3 separate regions of the Zea mays genome follow, and all the other regions are linked to region 2. The links are chromatin contacts, called in public ChIA-PET and Hi-C maps. All regions are on one chromosome and are shown on one strand. The core of a region is the stretch at or near the end of the contact, and the rest is flanking DNA. Distances in the headings are between cores, read along the strand shown.

What was found. Hi-C and Micro-C count contacts between places; a contact is called where the count stands out from the background. ChIA-PET counts read pairs in DNA pulled down with a chosen protein or histone mark.
Region 1: a contact with region 2 is called in a Hi-C map of leaf, with 3 times the contacts expected there. The contact joins the promoter of LOC103631819 here to the promoter of LOC100276776 in region 2. A contact is called at or near these places in 5 of 25 Hi-C or Micro-C datasets (ear, leaf, leaf mesophyll and 1 more).
Region 3: a contact with region 2 is called in an H3K4me3 ChIA-PET map of seedling, with 4 times the contacts expected there. The contact joins the promoter of LOC100192907 here to the promoter of LOC100276776 in region 2. A contact is called at or near these places in 5 of 25 Hi-C or Micro-C datasets (ear, endosperm, leaf and 2 more) and 1 of 3 datasets of contacts at active chromatin or transcription factors (seedling).

Annotation. Positions count from the first base shown.
Region 1 is chr1:18,168,063-18,171,230 of Zm-B73-REFERENCE-NAM-5.0, forward strand. LOC103631819 reads left to right here and starts at 1,681. Exons shown (of 4, transcript XM_008653534.3): 1 at 1,681-1,938; 2 at 2,248-3,168. The coding sequence starts at 1,832.
Region 2 is chr1:17,943,464-17,946,468 of Zm-B73-REFERENCE-NAM-5.0, forward strand. LOC100276776 reads left to right here and starts at 1,629. Exons shown (of 2, transcript NM_001150489.2): 1 at 1,629-1,871; 2 at 1,978-2,642. The coding sequence starts at 1,644. The coding sequence ends at 2,367.
Region 3 is chr1:18,079,381-18,082,367 of Zm-B73-REFERENCE-NAM-5.0, forward strand. LOC100192907 reads left to right here and starts at 1,314. Exons shown (of 10, transcript NM_001138094.1): 1 at 1,314-1,570; 2 at 2,105-2,192; 3 at 2,407-2,473; 4 at 2,739-2,857. The coding sequence starts at 1,394.

The DNA of each region.
Region 1 (3,168 bases), core at 431-2,930, 220 kb after region 2:
GCCGTCCGTTGCGCAGCTTGAGAGTCGTTGGCCGCATGGCGTACCTGTCTACCTGACATGTCCGGTGCACACCGAACTGTTCAATGATTTTTAACCAGCGGGTTCGAGGAATTCCTGAGAGCGATCAGTTTGGGCCAGCCGACCAGGGCAGCACCAGACATGTCCGGTGGTGCCCGGTTCCAACTTCCTTTTCTTTTGTGCCAAACTTCTTTGTCTTCTTTTGGCTCGACTTTATGATGATTCCTAGCACTTAGACAACACATAGTTAGCAACAAAAACAATTGACTAAGAATTATAATCATTTTTTCACTTTGTAAAATAATAGTTTGCAATATATTCAAACTCAGTCCAAATGCCACTTTACGTGCACATAGAAGTTAATAGCCAAATAGCAGTGCAAGGAACATAGCATAAAGTAAGTGCAACTTATTTAAACACTTAAACTTCTTGTTTTTGTGGTTTTGTCTAAAGTTGCACTTTTTTGTCCTTTAATCCAACTCATTTAGACTTTGTATCTTCAATTTGCTCGAATTGAACCTGTGCTTATGCTCATACAAAGATGGTTAATTCGTAGTCTTGTGTTGAGCAGTTAATCACCAAAACACTTAGAAATGGCTCAAATTACATTTCTCTTTCATTCATCGCGCACTCCAACTGGCCTCATGCCACCGTCCGACTTCTAAGCGTCATACTACACCGTATATTTTACATATAGAAAAAAATAGATGATTATTCATAGAAAAATTGTAGTGTAGTAATATGTAAAAATGTATATTTTTTGAAAATATAATAAGGTGTGAACACTAATATATACAAATCGACACAAACTCTTAACCCAAAATCCTAACCTAAGCTCAACGTAAACCTCTAATAGCCCAAGCTCAGCGCAAATCCTAACCCGAGCTCAGTGTGAACACTAACCTAAGTTTGACGCAAAGCCCCTACCTCGAGCTTAGCACCAAACCCCAAGGTTGTCTTAGGTGGGTAGTGTAAAGTAGAGGATATGTAACTGTAGATAACATTGTTTGACACTGTTTACAGAGTCAAGTTTAAAATAGAAGATAAAATATGAAATAAAATAGAATACCTGATGGAGATGGCCTAACATCCTAAACATGACATGAAATTATAACTCAAGCTCTGGGCAAAATCTAACATAAGCTCAGCACAACCCGTAACCCAAGCTCAACATAAAACTCTAATTTTATATATGTGTGATTTTTGTCAAGTTCAACAAAAAATAGAGTGATTTCGTTTTAATTATCAAACCCAGAATTGAAATGGATCTATTTTACATCCTGTGTGCAAGTACTAGAGCCGAGGTCTCACGAGTAGCAGAGAACCAGTCACGCCCTCAAGTCGTGCTTGTGTGCAGTTGGAAAGCGTGATAATAGGCGCCAAACAATAATTTGGATCTGTATAGGGCGTGACAACGGTTATGTTTAGGGGCGATAACATATATCACACGATCGTGATCCATCGGTAAAAAAGTTAGAAACGTTATTATTATTCACATAAATGAAGTCCTAAACGAAATTTCCAGTTACGGTTTCATACTTCCATAGTTCCATCACTACTAGCTCCACTTCCACCCGAGACCTAAAACGAAAGCAGGGGCAAAACAGTCATTTCCAACTGCAAAGTCTCAGGTTTTCTTTGGGCACCAAAACCAACCTACATCCAACTCATTTTTGTTTTGCTCCTTTTCTTTTCGCCTTCCTTCTTTTTCATTCCCCGCTGCCGCTGCGGCGCTGCCTGCCTCTGCCCCTCCCCACCTCGCCTTTTTTTTCCATTTCTTTTTTCGTTTTCCCATTTTCCGCCGTGGATTCCCATGGTCACCACCACAGTGAAGTCCCGACCGCCGCATGCTTCCTTCGCCATGAGCGGCGGCCGCCGCCGCTCTTCGCCGGTGGCGCCTTCCTGCTCCTCCGTCCCCGGGTCAGTTCCACTCCTCGAACCCCCGTCCTCATCCTTTTCTCTCTCCTTCTTGCAATCCTGAAGCGAAGGAAACTGCTCTTCTCTCTGAACTCTGAAGTGGTGGTGCTGGGTGGTTTAAGCTTGATCCATGCTTCAACTGATTAAAAGCATCGATTTTTTTTTTCTGTTTAGACTATTATGTTTTTTTAATTTTATCCTGAGGTTTTGTTTGCCGATAAGCTGCTATTCGTTACCACTTACCATATTCGGTGATCAACTGCAGCCATGTGCTGATTCTTTTGAGGCCGCCGCGTGTTGGGTTTCTTGCAGGCGTTCGTTGGTTCCGCTATGCTGCTTGATCTTGGTGCTCCTTTCTTTCTCCATGTCGTCGTCCGCGGTGGCGGCGGAGGATTGCGTTGAGGATAGTGACGGCGCTGATGGCGACGGTTGCTGTCTCAGCTTCCGGGATGTGTGTGCCGACCGGAGCTCCTTCTGCTTCTCGTCCTCGGTGGCTCAGATGTTGCTTGCAAGCGAGGACGCCGCCGAGGCGCCGGATTTGGAGCTGCCAAGGGGCTGGGAACCGTCGTCTCTGCCATTGTCCTTCCCGATGTCCGGCGGCGGAGGCATGGTAACTTGCTCTTCTGTTGACTCGTCGCTCACACGGGCGCGCGATGGATTGGGACGAGGTGACGACGCTAGAGCGAGGTATGACGTCGCGTCATGCCAGGCGCCGCTTGTGCCTGACAATTGGATGCGGGCATCTGCTGGGGTGCCCATGGAGGTGGAGGGCCCTGCCACAGATGCCGACCCGAGTGGTCTTCAAAGCCCCTTGTCGATGAATGTGGAAATTAACCCCCCGGTGCTGGATTGGGGCAGGAGCGACTTGTATGCTGCAACCAAGGCCAACTTGACCGTGGTGAATTTGAACAAGAACAGTGCCCTGCGTCTGTATGAACCCTTCAGCACTGACCCCCAGTTTTATGTGTATGGTTATGAGGATCTGGAGCTGCAGCCTGGGGAGAACGCCACAGTCACCTTCGTTTTCTTGCCAAAGTTGTTAGGCTCTTCATCAGCTCATCTAGTTGTGCAGACAAATTTTGGCGGATTTATTATACATGCAAAGGGCATGGCTGTCAGTTCACCCTATCAGATACTGCCATTGACAGGGATAGATGTTCTTATAGGTGGACAGCTAGAGAGGAACTTATCGATATACAACCCATATGACGATACTCTCTATGTTGAGGAAGT
Region 2 (3,005 bases), core at 379-2,878:
GAAATACACCCATGTAAATGAGAAAAATCATCAATTTTTTTAACCGAAAGGAGTTCCCCCCATTTTATTATGAAATAGGTACAAAATCAGAACTGTCCAACATCTTTGTTATTACATGACCAGCGCATGGCTTGGACAACAAACTCCTAATCTACATCACTCCAGAACAAGAAAGGAAAAGGAATTACATTGCCAACACCCACATACAGCTGAACCATGCCCAATAGGACCATGAGCCAACAATTTAGCTCCCAATACCAGCTAAAGTCTAGGAATATGAAAAGAGGCGAAATAGCAGCATGATGTCCGAACAAGGCTAAACCGAACAACACAACAACGTCCCAATGATTTAATTACATAATACGTCTGTCGATTGACGTCCATCCAAAAGCTCTCTGTTAAACACATATTTAACAACTCCTGTGATGAGTTTGCTTCTGAATTCCAGCTTCTTTCTTGCCATCCCTCTTTCAAAACGAAGGTAGCAGGACCCATACATAAGAGTGAACAAGATCAAAAGATTGAGTAGACACAGTCTGACTACTAGGATAGAGAAACTGTAGCTGTTTGACAAGCTTACATCCCATACAAAGGAGGGATGTATCACTAAAAACCTTCCCAAGAACACCACTACAGACAAGTGATGACATGCGAGACTCACACATGTGACCAAGACGATAGTGCTACTTCGTCAGCTTCCTTCGTGGTCTCTTTAGTTGCCACTTGTTTGCCTCAGTTAGGGCCACAGTCAAGTGCCTCGTTGTTATGTATCGTATTGCTCTGGGTTCTTGACTCAAGAGTTTATTTCTCTTTATTCTTTGAGTCCATCTAATTCCTTATTTGTTAACACTGCTGATGGCACTTCCCACGCTGTTCACAGTCATGGCACCCTTCACACTTCTTGGTTTATGGTTCCTTCTGTTTCTCACATTCTTGATCTTAATTTACAATTGCTATCTGCTTGTTGGCTCACAGATCATGATTGCCGTATCATTCTTGAGTCTGACTCTTGCTTTGTTCAGGATCAGTATATGGGACCCTGCTGGCCGCTGGTTTCGTGATCTTCTTCTTCCTTCAACTTCCACTTGATGCGAGTCCTCCTCCACTAATGATGCCACAACTTTTGTCGCCACTATTTCAATTAGCTTATATATACATAGATATCGTTACTTTGTAGTTTTACTCGTGGTCTCTAAGAATCAATTTGATGTCATTTATCCTTTATCCTCTCTCTATATAAAGACTATTTCCTTTTCTCTATTCATTTTTATACCATAGACAACCGATTAAGCAAAACTAAAATATATACAATTGATGTTACAATAAATAGGCATGTACAATTTTTTAAATAAAATATATTATTGATATAGAATTTTAATGTACTCACCCCGTTTTAAAATATAGTTCTTTTTAGCCATCTTTTTTCTGTCTACATCCATCCCAACAATAATGGATGTAGATATATATACAAGCTACATTCGTAGATGAATTAATTAATGTTTGTTTAGTCTAAAACTAATTATATTTTAGGAGGGAGGAAGTATATAATAAGATATAAATGATGTTTTTTAGAAAAAGATAGAATCTTTTAGATAATTTTAAAGTTACGGGGGGAGGGATGCAACCTCAGGGATGCGAACTGAATGTCGAAACGAACTTTCAGCCCATTTACAGCCCGACACCGTCTCCAGGACTCCAGCCGACACCGTCTTCAGCCACCATCATCTCCTTCGCCGCAGAAGAGATTGGAGCTGAAGAGAGGAAGCAGCGCGTCCTCGCCTAAAGCCCTCGCCGCCCTCTTTCGGCTCCTCGCCTCTCGTCCACGCGCGACGACGTGTCGGCAAACACTCAGTCCATCACTCCATCCCAAGGTGTCACTCCTAATTCTCCACCTCTTTCTTCCCCTTGCCTCACAATTTCCCTGTGGCCCCTGGGATTTCGATCAAATCTGATCGTGCAGCACCGATTTTCCCGCAGACTCGCGAGGCGATGGTGGACGCGTGGTGGCCTCTGCTGGGCGCGGCGATCCCGGCGCTGGTGGCGGGTCAGTTTGTCCGCATCAAGCGCCGCCGCGACGAGGAGCAGCGCCTCAAGGCGGCGCGCGGGCGGGAGAAGAGCTCCGACGAGGTATTCGTCTGCGAGCGCGTGTGCACCTCCAAGCGTATGCTCAAGAAGGTAGGGGCCTTCTCCAAGGACCCCATACCGGAGACCTGCGTCACCGTCTGCGGCGTCTCTGAACTCGACGCCTGCGCCGACGCTTGCGCGCGCACCGTCTGCGTCAACCAGCACCAGGTGCCCAATTGGAACGACGTCTGCCTCAAGAGGTGCCAGAGCGAGTGTCTCAAACTCTCCTCAAACCTCATGTAATGACCATCTCGCTATTGTGCTGCGCTCCTTATATACCACCCCGTCAGGTTCTTCTCTGCTTCTATCCATATCATGGTTGAGGAACTTCAGACGTCGATAACCGAAATTTATATATCTCAAGGAATTGGAGTGAGTGAATGTAGCTGGTCAAGGCGGTTATGTCTTTCATTACATTGGCTCTTGCACATTTCTCTTCGGCAGAATTTGTTTCCCTACCGAAGATTTGTTTCTCTTTGGCAGAATTTGTTTCCAACTAATTGTGAGTACTAGGTACCATATCCTGTTTTTTGAGTCACAACAGGACCTCTGAGTTCTCCCGGATGAATGCTGATTTCGACATTGATTTTTAGTTGGTTGCTTATGTCTTCTAATAATTGAATTATTTTTATGGATTGAATATTATAAATTTCTAGGGTGGTGGTTTGATGGATGTTGCATAATGACATGTATTTCCCTTCACAGTCTAAGCAAAGAGGTAAGAACTCTGAAATACTTGTGGGCTTCATATTCAATTTTTTTAATAACCCATATTCAAAATTTAGATGTGTGGTTTTAAGGTTTCTGAGAGTTAAAATTTGTCAGTACCGTTATATAGAATAATCATGCTTGTTGGAGTACCTGCTTTCCAGTGCAAAATG
Region 3 (2,987 bases), core at 64-2,563, 140 kb after region 2:
TCCAAGCTGACTCAGGCTACGGGGAACAAGACCGGCGTCCCATCTGGCTCGCTCCGCCAGATAGGCAATGATGGCGCCCCGCACGCTCCCTGACGATGGCGGCTCTCGGCCCCCTTATGGAAGCAAGAGGACGTCAGCAAGGACTCGACAGCCCCGACAGCTGTCCCTCCGCCAGGCTCCAGCGCTCCTCCGATGGCCACGACATCACACAGACCGGGCGCCAAAACCTCTCCGGCCGCCACGATGGCGTGTACTTAGGGCGCTAGCTCTCCTCCGCTAGACACGTAGCACTCTGCTACACCCCCCATTGTACACCTGGATCCTCTCCTTACGCCTATAAAAGGAAGGATCAGGGCCCTCTTAGAGAGGGTTGGCCGCGCGGGGACGAGGATGAGACAGGCGCTCGCTTGAAGCCGCTCGCTCCCTCTCCCGCGTGGACGATTGTAACCCCCTACTGCAAGCGCACCCGACCTGGGCGCGGGACGAACACGAAGACCGCGGGATTTCCACCTCTCTCACGCCTGTCTCCGGCCACCTCACTTCCCCCCTTCGCGCTCGGCCTCGCGTCGACCCATCTGGGCTGGGGCACGCGGCGACATTCACTCGTCGGCTTAGGGACCCCCGGTCTCGAAACGCCGACACTATGATTGTAGCTTCGGCTGAAAGATGTTTCTCATAATTAAAGTTGTTGAAGAATTATGAACTATCTGGGATCAACTAGGTCACAAGAAAGGTTAAATGGTTTGGCTATATGCTCTATCGAAAAGGATATCTTGGACACAATTGACATCAATACCGTTCTTGATGATTTTGTATTAAGGAATATCTAAAGAAGTATATTTTAATGTGAAGCAATGGATGCGATGAAGTTTTATTCTTTATTAAGGTAATCATATTGGCTCCAATGTATAAATATATTATTATTTTGGTCAAATTTATTCCTCAATAATTATCAGACATGTTAAATTAGATATTAGTGTTTTTGTTTTGCAAGTAAAATTTAAAAATATAAGGTCTAGAGGGCCTTGATGAGTTCGTCTTAGGCCCTTAAAATTGTAGAACCGGGGCTGAAAGAAAGTTCGAATATTTTTATAATAAGGTCTATGTCGTCATTGGTGGGGCTTCAGACACCCTTTTCTGCAATTTTTGAGTTTCGATATACAAATTTTAAATTTCGAATATTATTAAATGTAAAAATAAAAAACTACCACTCTTGCGTCAAAACGCTGGGCTGTAACTTTAGGCCTTCAATGATAGCCTGCCCGGCCCATGTGGGCACGTTTCCTCTTCTTCGTTCTCTCCCCCATCCCAATCGTGCGTGTTCCTCACTCCTCAGCTCCGACCTTCACGGGGCCCACGGGGCCCGACGCCCGGCGGCTTTACTCAGGGCACCATGGCCTTCTCTTCGTCACTGGCGCCGTTCTTCCCACCTTCTGGAACCTTCCGAGCCCATCCCGCTAGGAGGCTGCGGGCCGATGCACCCGGGAGATTCGTGGCGTCCTGCTTGCCCCCTCCCGACGTCGTGGTGACGCGCGAGCAGGGAAAGAACGCCAGGCTCATCTCCGCGCTGGTAAGTCTCTCAATGGATCCTTTGTCCATTGTACTTTCTTGTTGAAATCAGATTGTTGAAGGCCCGGAGGGGTGGCAAGACGAACGGCTTGGGCGCTATTGGTGCTGTGGTGGGTAGCATACTGATTTCCTGCACGAAGGGTTAGCACAGGGTTTTCTATTTAGAACTTCATGGGCCTCACTGCCTCTATGACCTTTCGGAACTGTTGCCAGGATCAGGAGTTTATTATATTAGTCAGTACTTCTAGATTCCTGTGGTTGAAACTTGAAATGTAGTGTTATTTACCAGAAAGTAACTTTTTCTTCGGTTCCATGCGATTCCTTCCTCTTTTCATATGTTTCGTGCGAAGCCTGATGGCCATACTGCATTGCTGATTCTGATTCATTTTTGTTTCGGAATTTTCTCGAGGTGACTTGAATCATGGTCTTTTACTCCTTAATTGATGATAACAAAACCTTGTAGTTTAATAAAACAGTTCTCGCATACTTTGGCTGATTGGTGCCTTGACATAGATTTTCTGACTGGATTATGTAGGAAAAGCATAATGTACACCCTCTGGAACTTCCTCTTATTAAGCATGTTGAAGGCCCTGATACAGATAGGCTTTTAGATGTCCTACGTAGTAAGTGCTACAGTCTTTTTCCTTTTTTGTGATCTGAACACCGTTCATCTGCTGAATTACATTTGGAGAGTTTCATTCTTTGGATATGCAGCATACAGCATCCATTTTCTCCAGCAGATATTATAGTTGTTCATTTCTATTTGTACTCGTCTCGCACTTGTATAGAACTGCAACGAAAACCCGTATTTTAGTCAATGCTATTCTGTACTTACAGATGACAAGTTCGACTGGATTATTGTAACCTCTCCTGAGGCAGCTGCAGTGTTCCTTCAGGGATGGAAGTAAGCATCAAGTATAAATTGCCGTTATGTGCACGATGTTGTTATACAAGTAGTAATTATGCCTCAGTTTACAGTTCATTCTTTATACCTTGTCATGCCATAGATTTGTGTTTTATTGGCTAACAAAAAGCACAGTCTTGTTGGTGCTAGAGTCTTTTACAGGCATATAATCCTTGGTTTCATATCATTGGTGCATATCATCCCCAGTTCAAACATAATCCAAGGGTGCCATTTTTTCACTCAAGTTACACTGATTCAATGTCAGGGCTGCTGGAAGTCCTAAGGTGCGAGTAGCTGTTGTTGGAGAAGGAACTGCAAGGGTTTTTCATGAAGTGTCAGAATCTGATGATCAATCTCTAGAGCTTGCATTTTCACCTTCCAAAGGTATCTTACCTTGTAGTTTCTATTATGTCCTTGGTGCAATGTGTATTTTGGAGACTTTATGCTCTTCTGTTCATCTTCAATTAGTTATTAGTGTTAACCAATTGTGAATTGTCCCATTTCTTTGTTCGTC